Regions from separate parts of the Mus musculus genome. Here region 2 is linked to region 1. A link is a contact called in public HiChIP or PLAC-seq data. All regions are on one chromosome and are shown on one strand. The core of a region is the stretch at or near the end of the contact, and the rest is flanking DNA. Distances in the headings are between cores, read along the strand shown. Region 1 has its middle 33 kb from the start of 4930483O08Rik. Region 2 overlaps Fank1 (fibronectin type 3 and ankyrin repeat domains 1).

Evidence for each region. HiChIP or PLAC-seq counts read pairs in DNA pulled down with a chosen protein or histone mark.
Region 2: an HNF4G HiChIP or PLAC-seq map of pancreatic cancer cells shows a contact between it and region 1. The contact joins two enhancer-like sites. A contact is called at or near these places in 1 of 39 promoter capture datasets (pre-B cells) and 1 of 115 datasets of contacts at active chromatin or transcription factors (pancreatic cancer cells).

The regions. Positions count from the first base shown.
Region 1 is chr7:133,158,306-133,165,125 of GRCm38.p6, forward strand. No RefSeq gene overlaps it. Among named protein-coding and RNA genes, the nearest start is that of 4930483O08Rik, 33 kb to the left of the region's middle. Within about 2 kb of position 4,101, at least 30 of the 459 cell types and tissues checked have an H3K27ac peak or open chromatin away from gene starts, as enhancers often do. A contact at or near this core is called in pancreatic cancer cells, where this site is marked.
Region 2 is chr7:133,796,743-133,803,625 of GRCm38.p6, forward strand. All of the region lies in intron 1 of Fank1 (fibronectin type 3 and ankyrin repeat domains 1), which reads left to right. Among named protein-coding and RNA genes, the nearest start is that of Fank1, 23 kb to the left of the region's middle. Within about 2 kb of position 3,404, at least 9 of the 459 cell types and tissues checked have an H3K27ac peak or open chromatin away from gene starts, as enhancers often do. A contact at or near this core is called in pancreatic cancer cells, where this site is marked.

The DNA.
Region 1 (6,820 bases), core at 2,851-5,350:
AGCTGGTAACTCTGCACTTGAGAACTGGTTGTAGGGACTACGCTTGAGTTTTACAACAAAACCTCACAGCCCATAAACTTTTTCTTCAGTTGTCAGTTCTGTTCTTGGTGATGTGTGTAGAGTTAGAACTGCAGATAGAAGAGGTGACTGGGGTCTGTGTTGCCATAGTGACAGAGCCCAGAAACCCACCGATCACCCTGCACCGTGTCAGCAAGCCTGAGCTGCGGGCACAGGAAGCTGATATCCCAGTAACTCTAGTTGAAAAATGCATCCATTGATAGGCTACCGATGGCTCACATGATTATTAGTTTTTTTTAAAGATTTATTTATTTTAGGTGTTTTGAGTGTTTTGCCTGCAGGCGTGTATGGGTGCCATATGTGTGTCTAGTACATGCCAAAGTCAGAAGAGGGTGTGAGTTCCCTGGAACTGGTCTTATGGATGACTGTGAGACACCATATGGGTGTTAGGAACTAAACTATGGTCCTTTGTAATAACAAGTTTTCTTTTTTCCTTTCTTTCTTTTCTTTCTTTCCTTCCTTCCTTCCTTTCTTTCTTTCTTTCTTTCTTTCTTTCTTTCTTTCTTTCTTTCTTTCTTTCTTTCTTCCTTCCTTCCTTCCTTCCTTCTCTCTCTCTCTCTCTCTCTCTCTCTCTCTCTCTTTCTTTCTTTCTTTCTTTCTTTCTTTCTTCCTTTTTTAGCTTTTTTAGACAGAATTTCTTCATGTAGCCTTGGCTGTTCTGGAACTAGCTCTGTGGACCAGGCTGGTCTTGAACTCACAGCGATTGCCTGCCTTTGACTCCTGAGTGCTGGGATTAAAAGCATAAACTACCACCATCAGGCCAGAACAAGTGGTTCTTTTTTTAAAAAAATTATTATTTTTTTAATTAGATATTTTCTTTATATACATTTCAAATGCTATCCTGAAAGTTCCCTATACCCTTCCCCCACACTGCTCCCGAACAAGTGGGTCTTAACCACTAAGATAACTCTCTAGTGTTCAAATGATTTTTAAAAATCTTTAAAATTGCATTTATTTATTGACTGGGACACAGGTCGTATGTGTGCCATGGTGGATATGTGGAGGTCAGAGAACAACTTTGGGGAGTCAGCTCTTTCCTTCACATGTGGGACCCGGGGCCTGAACTCAGGTCGTCAGGTTTGGCAGCAAGCATCTTTATACATTAAGCCATTTCATTGACCCTAAATGGCTTCTAGCCTAAAGACACACATTAAAAGACCATCTCATGAGTCACAAGGGCAGGGGTCAGCCCACAGCCTTGTCATGATGTCACTAGCAAAGGTTTCGTTATTTCACTCAAGATCTTGAAGAAAAACACTTCACTCAAAGTGACTTCAAAGTACAAACATGACTCATATGATGAAAAGTGTTCAGTGCTCAGAGTTAAAGCCAGCTTCAGGTATGACTAGACCAATGACCTAATTGGCATCACCCTTATCCCACTGTGATGGCATGGTGGCTCCTGAAGTTCCAGTTTGCCTGTCTATTAGCTGTGTCAGTGGAGGGCTTGTGGTCTTACGTTGGGTCTGGTTACATCATGTGTCCATTTATTTTTTTATTTTTATTTATGTGTACACTTATGTGTCTATGCGTGTATGTACACATATGTACAGTTGCCTGCTGAGGCCAGAAAAGGCTATTGGACCCTTGGTAGCTGGACTTACAGGTGGCTGTGAGCTGTCTGATATGGGAACTTTACTCAGGTCTTCTGGAAGAGCAGCAAGTGCTTTTAACTGCTGAGCCGTCTCTCCAGATCCCGTGTATTTATTTCTGAGCTAAGCATGCAGTCATCTTAACGATTAATTCCTGGCTCCATGCTCTTTCTGAAAGAGTCCTATCTGAACTATAGAGCCAAACAGCTGGGAAAGATAGTCTCAAAGAGCGACCAGAAGAAGCGGATGCCCTGTTGGCCTGAAAGCGTTGAATTTCCACACTGAGAAGCAAATGAGTGAAAAAGCAAAAGAAAAGATGAATAAACCAACCAACCAACCAACCAAAACAAACAAACAAACAAACAAACAAACAAACAAAAAACCAGAACAGCAACAGGCTAGCCACCTGTGGACCTGCAAAGTGGGGGATGGGGAAAAGAAGCCCTGAAAGTAAGCGTTTCTACATCTCCAGTGGGCGAGCAAGCGCCTGTTTCAACACCACACTCATCCTTCAGCCCCTACCCAAGCCTTCATTGTAGGTAGCCCAGCTGGGAGATGCCGTACCTGTCCCTCTGGCTGGATTGCCATCGATTATTGTCAAGTGACTAACTCCAGCCACACACTACATTTTCCTGGGATTATCCCTTCAAATGAATTATATGAATAATAAAGTTTCAATATTTCTCATCCAGCTATTAATCTTAGTGAGCACTAAAGTTCATTGAAAGTGCCGGTACAGTGGTTGGCATCCATTAATCAGGCGTGGAGGAGCCAGCCTGGCGAGGGATCAGCCCTGCCAGTGAAATATGGGCACTTCTTAGAAACTTGGGCTTTTACCTAGCATTAAAGAGCTCACATTAGGGGTACTAAAGTCCTGAGGCCGCAAGGCTGCTAAGCTGCTAGGCTGTAGATCCCTTTCCTGGGATTTTGTGTTGAAAAACAAAAAACAAAAAAACAAAAAAAAAATCAAACCAAAACAAAAAAAACCCAATCCCCAGATCACACTTAACCTACCAGGAGCTTTGATTTTTCCTCAAAGAGTCAATCAGGAAAGAAAGAAAAAAAAAACCCAAAAAGCAAAACCCCCAAAAATGAACTTCATAAACCCAAACCAGTCATTATTAGTGTGGCAAAAACACACTGCTTATGCACAGAATAGTTTACGTTAAATTAAAAACCATAACTTATCTCTGAGACACTCCATTTAGTACATGTGAGGTTAAATATGGTTCAGGGCGGCTCTTTCAATTAAATTGTTCTTCCTTAGCTCTAGTAAATGATATTAAACATAATTTCCTGAAAAGTAGCAGAGATCATTACTCTGTTTGCAAATTGATACTATGTTATTAAAAATAGGAAACATTTGCAGGGATATTGCAGATCTGGGTGCTTTTCACAGAGAACCTCCTATGGGCTTCAGGTTCTATCTGGCCTATGGATGTAAGGGATCAGGATGGGCTGAGGCTCTGTCTCCAACTTAGCCCTGGTTCCTGAAAGACCAGGAAGGAGTTCCCTAGGGCCCCTTTTGTCCTCCAAACATGACTTAAATGTTCCCTGAGTTAGAGAAGCTCCAGGCTGCTAGCTTCCCAATGGTTTTGAGTTGTTTATTTATGTTTGATTTTATAGGCTGTCATTCCTTCTACATAAACTGGCTTTATGACTTTCATGGATTTTTTTTTTTTTTTTTTTTTTTTTATCTTTGCCTGCCCTTTCAAAAAAGGCCTGTCGCAGTTACGGGAAGCAAGGGCAGCCGTCACGTCTGCTTTCCAATCTTGGTCACAGAATGCCTGCAAGTTCATAAACCAGCTTTTAAACAGCTGCTGCTGCTCCCGGGTGAAGTACGTGCCTGGTGAAACTGCCATGTGGTCTGGCCCGTGGTCCTGCTGTGATTCTCCCAGTGGTGATATAGGATACAGGGCATAGGACTGAGTACTGTGACTGCAGTCCTCTGCAAGGGCAGAATCTTGGAGCCAGTGTGGTGTTAAGTCAGAGACCCTGTGCAGGGTTTGGTCAGCTGGGGATGCTGCCACCAGCTTGAGCCCAGGGACCAGAAGGCATTCCTTAGGTAGAGCAGGATGGAGGATCCCCCCCCTTTGAGGGAATTAGACAGGATATGTGCCTGCATGTCCTGACCTTAGTGAGTCACCTGAATGTTGTGACACAGGACAGAGACTCAAGTTGCATGGAGAACTCCCTAAATGAGCTTCATGTGTGGTCTCTTCAGAACCATCTGATCTTCCCACAAAAGGTCCTACCATTCCAGAGGGATCAGTGTCCCCTGGGAACAAGGCCAGCTGATGGAAGGCCTAGGGCCAGGAGCTTATGTAGACATTGCTGCTTGGCTGTCTGGAGGGAGTCCAGGTCACCCCAAGTCTGCGAGTAAGTGCATGGTTCCTACTCTCTCCATACTACCCTCCCGAGCCTGACCACATCCTGGATGCCAGTCTCACTGCTAATGACAATATAAGCACAGAACACTGGTCTCTAAGGGAAATGCCAGACAGAAACAGTGCTCAAAGCCACACCCCATTTGTACTCCAACAGTGTACCCACCTCCCCAGACTCTTGTCAATATCCCACATTGGTTTGAAATAGTTTGTAAAGCAAGTTATAAAATGTATGTGGAATCTGAAACCAGGGATGTGAAGCAGAAGCCAACAGAGCCCATGGTGCTCGTCTCTATCTGTGCCTTTATCTGCTTGTATCTATAAGTGTATAAAAATATTTGAAAATATGTACAAAAGACAAATGTCAATAATTCCCCGGGGAAGCTGGGGTGGCAGGTCAGGTCCTCATGGGACTTCATTGAAAGTTGTTATTGTTATTACTATTAATTATTATTGTTGAAGCAAGGTCTGGGATACCTAATGAGATACAAATGGCTTTGACCTTACTGTGTAGATCAGGCAGACCTCAAACTTGCAATCCCTCTGCCTCAGCCTCTTGGGTAGCAGGAATTACAGGTGTGCACCATCCTGGCTCCTCAGTTGTACCATCACACTTGGTCTTAGCCAAAGGATCCAGAAGCGCTGCTGAAATCGGCAGTGTTTCAGTGTGAAGCTGTCTTCCTATTTCACATGTGTGGGTGGCACAGATGATTGACACAGAAAACTGACATTTAACTGGGGCCCCGACAAATCCTGTGACATCAGCTAGGAGGATTGGCCTTTGGACCTCTTGTTTCATCTTTGCTGAATCATGAGGCAACCAGAAAGGAAGGGAATAAGGGGGAGAGAGCAAGGGGAGGGAGGAGCAGGAGGGACTTGGCGCTTACAGAGGAGTTGGAGCATGGAATCCAGCGATCCAGTCAGTCCCCGTGGGAATGTTCAGTTCAGAATCATCTGTGCTAAGTTCAAGTGTTGGTCCTGTGGACTCATCTGGATGACCTTGTATGGGACCTCTATCCACTCAGCACCTTTGGGTCTTTATTTATTTATTTATTTATTTAGTCATCTGTAAAATGAGGATGCAGTGACTTATTTATGCTCTGAAAAAATGTGTGGTGCTACTTGAACATCACAGCCTGCAGGGTTCCACAGACCTCTGTTACAAACTGCAAAGGGACACACAAACCCTGGATCGGGAGGGATGACTTGTCTTGGTAGTACAGGCTTCTGGTTCCAGAAGGTTATTCAGAAAGATGAGGCAGAAAGATTGTAATTTCAAAGCCAGCTTGGACTCCAAAGTGAGTTCAAAGCCAGACTGGGTAATGTAGGGGCTCCCCTGTCTTAAGATAGCAGTAAAAAGATGCTGGAAAGATAACTCAAAGGTAGAGTACTCATGTACTATTGTGAGGCCCTGGGTTTACTCTCCAGCACCCCTCCCCCCTACACACACTCAAGTGGAGGCTGGGCTGGTATTGTTTCACGAGTACCTGGATACAGGTGAGAAGATGACGGTATTTTCCTGGGAGACAGCTGATGAAAGTTTCTCTAGAAGAACAGAGCCAAAAGGATGAATATACATGTATGTGTATATGTATACGTATATGTATATATCTCTCTATATATAATTTACTAGATCAGTTTTCATCGAAGTAATAACAGTAGCTGTGGTACACTGGGACTGAGAACCTAATCACTGCTCAACCCTTGCCTCAGGACTCCCCATCTGGGAGGGATCCCCTGGAGGATTTCTGGAGAGCTGCTTGTCCTCCATCAACAAATCAGTGATCACAGGGAACCACCACCACCAGCAGCAGCAGCAGCAGCAGCAGCAGCAGCAGCAGCAGCAGTAGCAGCAGCAACAGCAGCAGCAGCAGCAACAGCAGCGTGAATCAACTCAGAGGCAAGGGGGAAAGCCAAGAGAACAAAAAGAGAATCTTTCTGCTGTGCCTCAATTCCTCCTTTAAATCTGGGGAGTTACCAGAAGCTGCCACCCACATTTGGGGTGGGTCTTCCCAAGTCAGCTAAAGGAATTTAGGATTATTCCCCAGTTGAGGATCCTTAATGAACGAATCCGAATTTGTGGCACATGGGTGTTCAAAGCGATCATCATGAAAAGCATGAAACCCTCAGTGGAGGGCCGAGGCTTGGCAAAGGCCTGGAGGTTCTTGGACCTTCACTGTTTTCCCAGTTCGTGTCTTGAGACATCTGATCAGGTCTTTCGATGACAGAGGTAAAGGGAGTTTGGTCTTCAGAATGGCACTTACAGAGTTAAATCCACAAAGGAAACAAGGAAGTTCCAGATGGAGAAGACCCTCCTGGAGGGGAAATGGAAGCGGGAGGAGAGCCATCCATTAGGGGCTGCATCTGCCCTCTCTGAGAACATCTCCCTGGAGATCTGTCAGTGTGGAGGCCATGGAGAAAGACCCTCAGAGATCAATGCTCCTGTGTAAGACACATTGTTAAAAATAGCTGTGTATATTTAAAGGGTTTGCTTTCTCCTACTCGAAGAAAACACAGTCCTGAATATTTCCAGGCAAGTGTTTTCTACCCCAAGCCAGAGAATTGGTGCGATCCTACAGATGGGTGAGGAGCTGGCACAGAGCCAAAAAGCTTAATCAATCTACAAAGTTAATTATGAACAACCTCAAAGTGAGTGGCTTATTCTTTGTATGAACATTGTCCTGGCTTGTTTCTCTCTCTCTCTCTCTCTCTCTCTCTCTCTCTCTCTCTCTCTCTCTCTCTCTCTCCATTATCACTACATAG
Region 2 (6,883 bases), core at 2,154-4,653, 640 kb after region 1:
CATCCTGAGTCATATGAGACCCTTTCTCAACAAGAGAACTTTAGCTCTTTTGATGCACATTATGAGGCTGATGCGTAAAACTTGTATCACATACATTGCATGGTCCCCTTGTTTGTCTTCAGCTTGTCACAGGAGTCTGGCTTTTGGAAGAGTGGAGGAAGACGATGTTTTTCTTACCGTGGATATGGTTCTAGGTGGTATAAGAGGTGCCGGTGCTGGTGTGGGCAGCTTTAGCCCAGAACAGCCACTGGTTTGTGGAAGATAATCCACTCCCCCTCAGGGACCAGTTGCTGCACCAAATCCTTTGACTGTACAACAGAGAGGGATCTCAGAGTAAGGGAAGGTTAGTTTATTACGGAGACACCAGAGTTAGGACACTCGGGGGCTGGAGAGATGGCTCAGCGGGTAAGAGCACTGACTGCTCTTCCAGAGGTCTTGAGTTCAAATCCCAGCAACCACATGGTGGCTCACAATCATCTGTAATGAGGTCAGATGCCCTCTTCTGGAGTGTCTGAAGACAACTACAGTGTATTTACATATAATACATAAATCTTAAAAAAAAAAAAGGACACATTTTAAATAGAAGTGGAGGCATTTAGAGAGGGCCATTAGGAGCCAAAGAAGGTGTTTTACAATGAGGTTTAAAGATTAAATAGTTTATTTATTTTAATTTTTCACAGCATATTTGTCTACAATTAAGATTAAGCAGAGTTTAAAAATTAAAGTTACAAAGTTTCATTAAATATGAACTGGTTTGCTTGGTTTTGTTTGTGGGTTTCTTGTTTTGTTTTGTTTTGTTTTGTTTTGTTTTGTTTTGAGAAAGGGTCCTGGGTGGCCTAGAACTCACTCTGTAGACCAGGCTGGCCTCAATCTCCTAGAGAATTAAACATGTGGCCACAGTGCCCTGTAGTTTACTTGTCCTTAAAGAATTTCCTCTACAAATGAAACTGGGGATGTGGAAAGAACAGCTCAGTGGATCCAGGTTTGATTTTCAACACTCAACTTGGGTGGCTCAAAGGCTCAAAATCGTCTGGAACCCCAGTGCCAGGGCATCTGAGACCCCCTTCTCTTTCCATGGGTACTGGGAATGTGTGTGGTGCAGATATTCTCGCAGACTAAACACTCACGTTTATAAAAATAAACTAAGGCCCTTTTCTCAGGGGCATTGTTTGGATTCATGGATGAGAAGAGGTGAATGGGGTTAAAGGTCAAGGTCAGATGCAGCAGGAGTCTGCTTTAATGTCCTCATTCAAGAAGTGTCTCGGAAGATAAGGGCTGTATCTGTAGGCAGTTTGATTTCATCAGTGGTATTAAAGTTTCTAGATTTTGGCCAGATACCCAAGGGATTTCTTTTCCTTCTGTGTGGGGTCAGTCTTTGGCATCTACTATCTTGTCTCATTTAGTCACACTAAGGTAGTTAGTAGGTCCTGGAATCCAGGAGATGCAGGTGAGCTCAGATAAAAGCAACAGAGGATCTCTTGGTTGTAGAAAATTGCAAACCAGGAAATGCAGGGTCAGGCCGAGTAAACCAGAGTTGCCCAGAGGCAGGGTAGGCTGGAGCTCAGAGATCTTGTGAGAGCGCGCAGCTTGCTGCTTCTTGAGGGGAGATGAGCAGGAAGGCTACAAGTGTGGAGGTAGAAATCAGATCAAAGGTAAGTGCTAAGTCTATCGGTGTGTCCGGGTCAGGAGGAAAAACTGGTCTGTCTGATATTTTAAAAATATTACGCCGAGCATGGTGGTGCAGCACTCGGGAAGCAGAGGCAGGCGGATTTCTGAGTTCGAGGCCAGCCTGGTCTACAAAGTGAGTTCCAGGACAGACAAGGCTATACAGAGAAGCCCTGTCTCAAACAAACAAACAAACAAACAAACAAACAATTACCCAGTGTTGCTAGATTCTGAAAAATGTCTTTCTGGTAACAGTGTCCTTCGTGGTATCTGTGTGGCAATTTTCCTCTTGTCTTAAATCTCTCAGGCCCAGAAAAAGATTCTTGGCCTCCTTTTTGGACGTCCTTCTTGACTTGACAAGGAGAGAGGGAACAAAGAAGCCAGAGGAGGACAACCAGTGTCTCTCGTGTGTCACCCTATTTCCTGAGTGATGGCCTTGCAGTGAGTCTGGAGCTAAGCTAGCATCCTGGAAGTCCCAGCCATCTGTCCTTCTGTCTCTGCTCCCATCCACAGCCCAGGCAGGCCTACCACCCCTGGCTTCTTACATAAAGGTGTAGGGGGTGTGGATTTGGGTCCTTAAGTGAGTGCACTAAGGGCCCTTACCTACCCCTCCGATTTGACTGTTATCAGCATAGTTTTAGTTGGGGATGGCAAAGCTGTAGAGAGAGGTGATAGTTGTTCTTGCTCTTGATGGCAATGCAGTTATCTCATGTGCCCATGGTACCTAATTTAAAGAAATTCTTTGTGCATGCATGTGTATATGTGTGGAGTGTTTGTGTGTATGAGTGTGAGTAGCGCTTGCCACAGAGTGTGTGGTCACAGTGTATGTGTTCGTTAGAGGATGACCTCGGTTATAGTCTTCACCTTCCAACTTGTTGGAAGCAGGCTTTCTCATCTGCCATTAAAACTCCAAGTATAAGCCTGTCCCTTGAGCTTCCTGGGACTCTTCTCCAGTCTCCTCCTCCCATCTTGTCTCAGGAATATGGGCTGTTATTCAAGTTCTAGAAATTTGAACTCTGATCCTTAACATCTGAGCTGCAAGCACTTTACCCCCAGGGGCATCTCCTTATCTCACATGTTAAATGTTTTAATATCTTTGTCGCCCTTATAAAACACTCAGGGTGTTATATGCCCCAACCAGTCCTTAAAACATGCACAGAAACATGCCTAGCTCTTGAACTGAGGCTCAAAATACCATGGGTGATTAGGACGTGGGTCTTCACAGTGTCTTGCCCTCTCTGTATCCTGTTATGTTCCTCCCCACACGGGTAGAAGAAATCCCGGAGTAGAGTCTGAGAAAAATAAAAGTGAAGACAACTGAAGATCCCCAGAATAGTGAGTCTTCTTAGAAGAGAGGTGAATGGACGAGACACTTTGAAGGGATTTCCAGGTATGGTGTGAAACAGAGATCTTGAGAGTTACACTTTAAATCTCAGCCCATGGAAGACGATGAGTTGCTACAGGACACCTTCATAAGAGCTGGCCATCACAGCCCAGGGGAGCATTTAAAGCTTACACATGATCCGGGGGCGAGGGTCCCCTTTACCTCAATTCCCCTTTGACCTGGCTGGGATGGAGAAAAGCGCCCAGGGAGAAGGGAAGGAATCCCTTGTGGTTGGGTGAAAGGTAACACAGAGACTAACCCACCCGGAGGGAAGGGGCTACTCTGCTAGGCCACTATAAACAGGAGCTGGGGTTTGCAGACAGCAGATGTCTCAGAGGTGAGTCACAGATGCGAGCCCAGCCAACCAACCACCATAGCTTCTAGAGAACTGTTTTCATCCATAGTTTTCTTTCATCCTTGTGTCTGAGACAGCAAACAATTTTTTCTTTTAGTTTTGTTTTATGTCTTTTGCCTGCATGTATGTCTGTGCACTATGTGTGTGCCTGCAGGGGTTGGAAGAGGGCATCAGATCCCCTAGAGCTGGAGTTATATATGGTTTTAAGCCACCATGTATGGGTGATGGGAACCAAACTTGGGTCCTCTGCAAAAACAGCTGTGTTTAACCCAAGCTGTCTCTCTAACACCTGAGCTAACTTTTTAAAACCATCCCCAAAAGGTAGGTGATTTTACTTCTGAAATTATATTGTACTGCTAGGGAAGTGTTAGTGATCTCCCCAAAAAAACAGACAGGAGCTGAGCTGATGCAACTCACAGCAGGGTCTTTATTCTATTTGAGCTAGCTGCCCCCCCACTCCCACCCCTCAGGACACCACTGTCACATGGGACTGTTTTGGTGGTAGGGGATCCCTGAATGTCTATTGGGGCAAGGCTTTATAGTAAGCAGCAACTGGGGGCTGGGGGGCGAGTGTGCAAGCATCTAACTGGAAAGCTACTGTGCCCTTTAACATAATTGGCTGGTGCTGGGAGTCATATCATAAAATTAATTTCTGTTCCCCTCTACATTGGTGGTGGTTAGGCAGGGGGTGGGCTTGTAACCTGGGGGCGGGGTACAGGTTTGTTGGGGGAATAACCTGGGGGCGCTGGTCTTGTTGGGAATTAGCCCAGAGACTGGAGCTAGGCTCAGGTTTTGTTGGAGGGCATCTAGGAAACTAAGGCTAGGTTTACGTGAGTTCAGACTTAGGTCAGGTCTAAAATGGAGTCTGAACGTAAAAGATTTGTCCTCTCAGTATCAATGCTTTTGTGACTGCTTATTCCAGATTCCTTATTTGTGACTATAACAATCAGAAAGTTCTGAAATTTAAAAGATTGACTAAACTTAATGTTCTTTTAAAAATGAATTTATCAAGATGGGGTTTTATGTAGCCAAGGCTGGCCTTGAACTCATAGAACCATGATGACTTTGAACTTCTGGTCCTTTTACCTCTAGCTCCTGAGTGCTGAGATTCCCAACTGTGTGTGCATCAAACATAGTCATTATTGTATGCATTGTATTGTATGCATTGTATTACAGTGTTATGATAAGAGAATAGCTTTCTAATACTATAATCAGTACTGGAGCAAAATATTGAAACATTGTGGTATAAAGGGGGAAATTTGGCTCAGAAAAGAATGCCACCTCTTGCCTTCTGACTGTGCTTTTGGTTAATGGTTTTAACTCATTATGTGAGTTTTGACTCTTTGTTGAGGGACACTGTCAATTATAATACATAGCTTCAAGCTCTAGTGACAAAGGTGACAGGATATGCAGGAGAAACCATCTATGGCCCTGCATCTTTGCCTTTTTTTCTGAGCCTTTGAGAGGGAGAAAAATCCAGTGGTGTCTGGCCTTTCCAGTCTAGAGATGAGCCAGCATGTTAGCTCCATTCGACGAGTTTGATGTGACGTTGGACTAAATGTTCCCTCCCAGCCATCTTCACGAGATGTCCAGGTAAATTTATGTGCTCAGCACATTTTACCGACTTTATTAGGTAAGGGAGATTTTTGTCTTTTCTAAAACTGTTTTTTTCTTGCTTTAAAATCTCAAGCCAGCAGTTCTAGTGTATACCTATAATCCCAGAGGTGGAAGCAGTAGGGTTGTAAGTTCAAGGCCAGCCTGGGTAACATACTAGGTCTCATTCTCAAAGACTCAAACCAAACCAAAACATTGTAATGCCACCTCCTGGAGTCGCCTGGCAGTGTGCCAGCAGCCTGGAGTGATTGCTTTTGGCAGAAGGCCATGGAAACATCCCTGCCTCTCCTCTCTGTGATTTATAGGTAACGTTGACACATTGTTGAAAACAATGACCATACATAGCGGATGTGTCAGGTGTGGGCTCAGTCACTGACTACAGTGGAAAAGGAAAGGGCCCTGAGATCCGTTCCCTGGGCGGGTCCATCACATGCAGACGTGGTTGCTAGGAGCCAGAGCTCCAATCTGAGAGCCCACTCAACGCTGTACAGGTGAAGCTTGTGCTTCCTCCCCCCCCTCCTTCCTTTCCTCCCTCCCTCCATCTCTCCCTTTCTCCTTTCTTCCCTGCAAGTACCTCTCTCTCTCCTTTCTTCCTTCCTTCCTTCATATGAGTTTATATTATTTAAAAATCAAATTTTTTATTGGATATTTTCTTTATTTACATTTCAAATGTTATCCCCTTTCCGAGTTCCCCCCCCCTCCAGGAAACCCCCTATCACATCCTCCCTCCCCCTGCTTCTGTGAGGGTGTTCCTCCCCCCACCCACCCACTCCCACCTCTCAACCCTCAATTCCCCCATAATGGGACATCTATCCAGCCTTCATAGAACCAAGGACCTCTCCTCCCATTGATGTCTGACAAGGCCATCATCTCCTACATATGCAGTTGGAGCCATGTGTACTCCTTTGTTGATGGCTTAGTCCCTGGGAGTTCTGGGGGGACTGGTTGGTTGATATTGTTTTCTTCCTATGGGATTGTGAGCCCCTTCAACTCCTTCAGTCCTTTCTCTAACCTCTCTCTTGGGGACCCTGCATTAAGTCCAATGGTTGGCTGCAAACATCCACCTCTGTATTTGTAAAGCTCTGGCAGGGCCTCTCAGGAGATACCATGTCAGGCTCCTTTCAGCATGCACTTCTTGGCATCCACAATAGTGTCTGGGTTTGGTAACTGTGTATGGGATGAATCCCCAGGTGGGACAGTCTCTGGGTGGCCTTTCTTTCAGTCTCTGCTCTACACTTTATCTCTGTATTTGCTCCTGTGAGTATTTTGTTCTCCTTCTAAGAAGAACTGATGTACCCACACTGTGGTCTTCCTTCTTATTGAGCTTCATGTGGTCTGTGAATTGTATCTTGGTTATTCCGTGCTTCTGGGCTAATATCCACATTTCAGTGAGCGCATACTATGTGTGTATTTTTGCATTGGGTTACCTTACTCAGGATGTTCTAGTTTTATCCATTTGCCTAAGAATTTCATGAATTCATTGTTTTTAATAGCTGAGTAGTACTCCATTGTGTAAATGTACCACATTTTCTGTATAAAAGTCAACTTCGAGTATATTAAAAAGTGTATACTTTATAAAGCTCCCCCTAGGGAATGTTTAGCACATGCATATGGCTGTTTTGTGTGGTGCTTTGGGATTTCGGAAGAGTATATGCTAATTTTGTTGGCCTTTTACTTACATCATTCATGAAACAAAATTTTCTATCAACCTTTCTTGCTTCCTCTCCCTGGATCTTGGCCATTCTTGGTCTTTTGCTGAATTTTACAATTGATTCATCAGTTTTCACAAAGTTTGGGATTCTCAAGGCCATTAAAGGTCAATTTTAAAGTGACTTCAGCTTATTGGTCCATTTATGTCCTCCTTG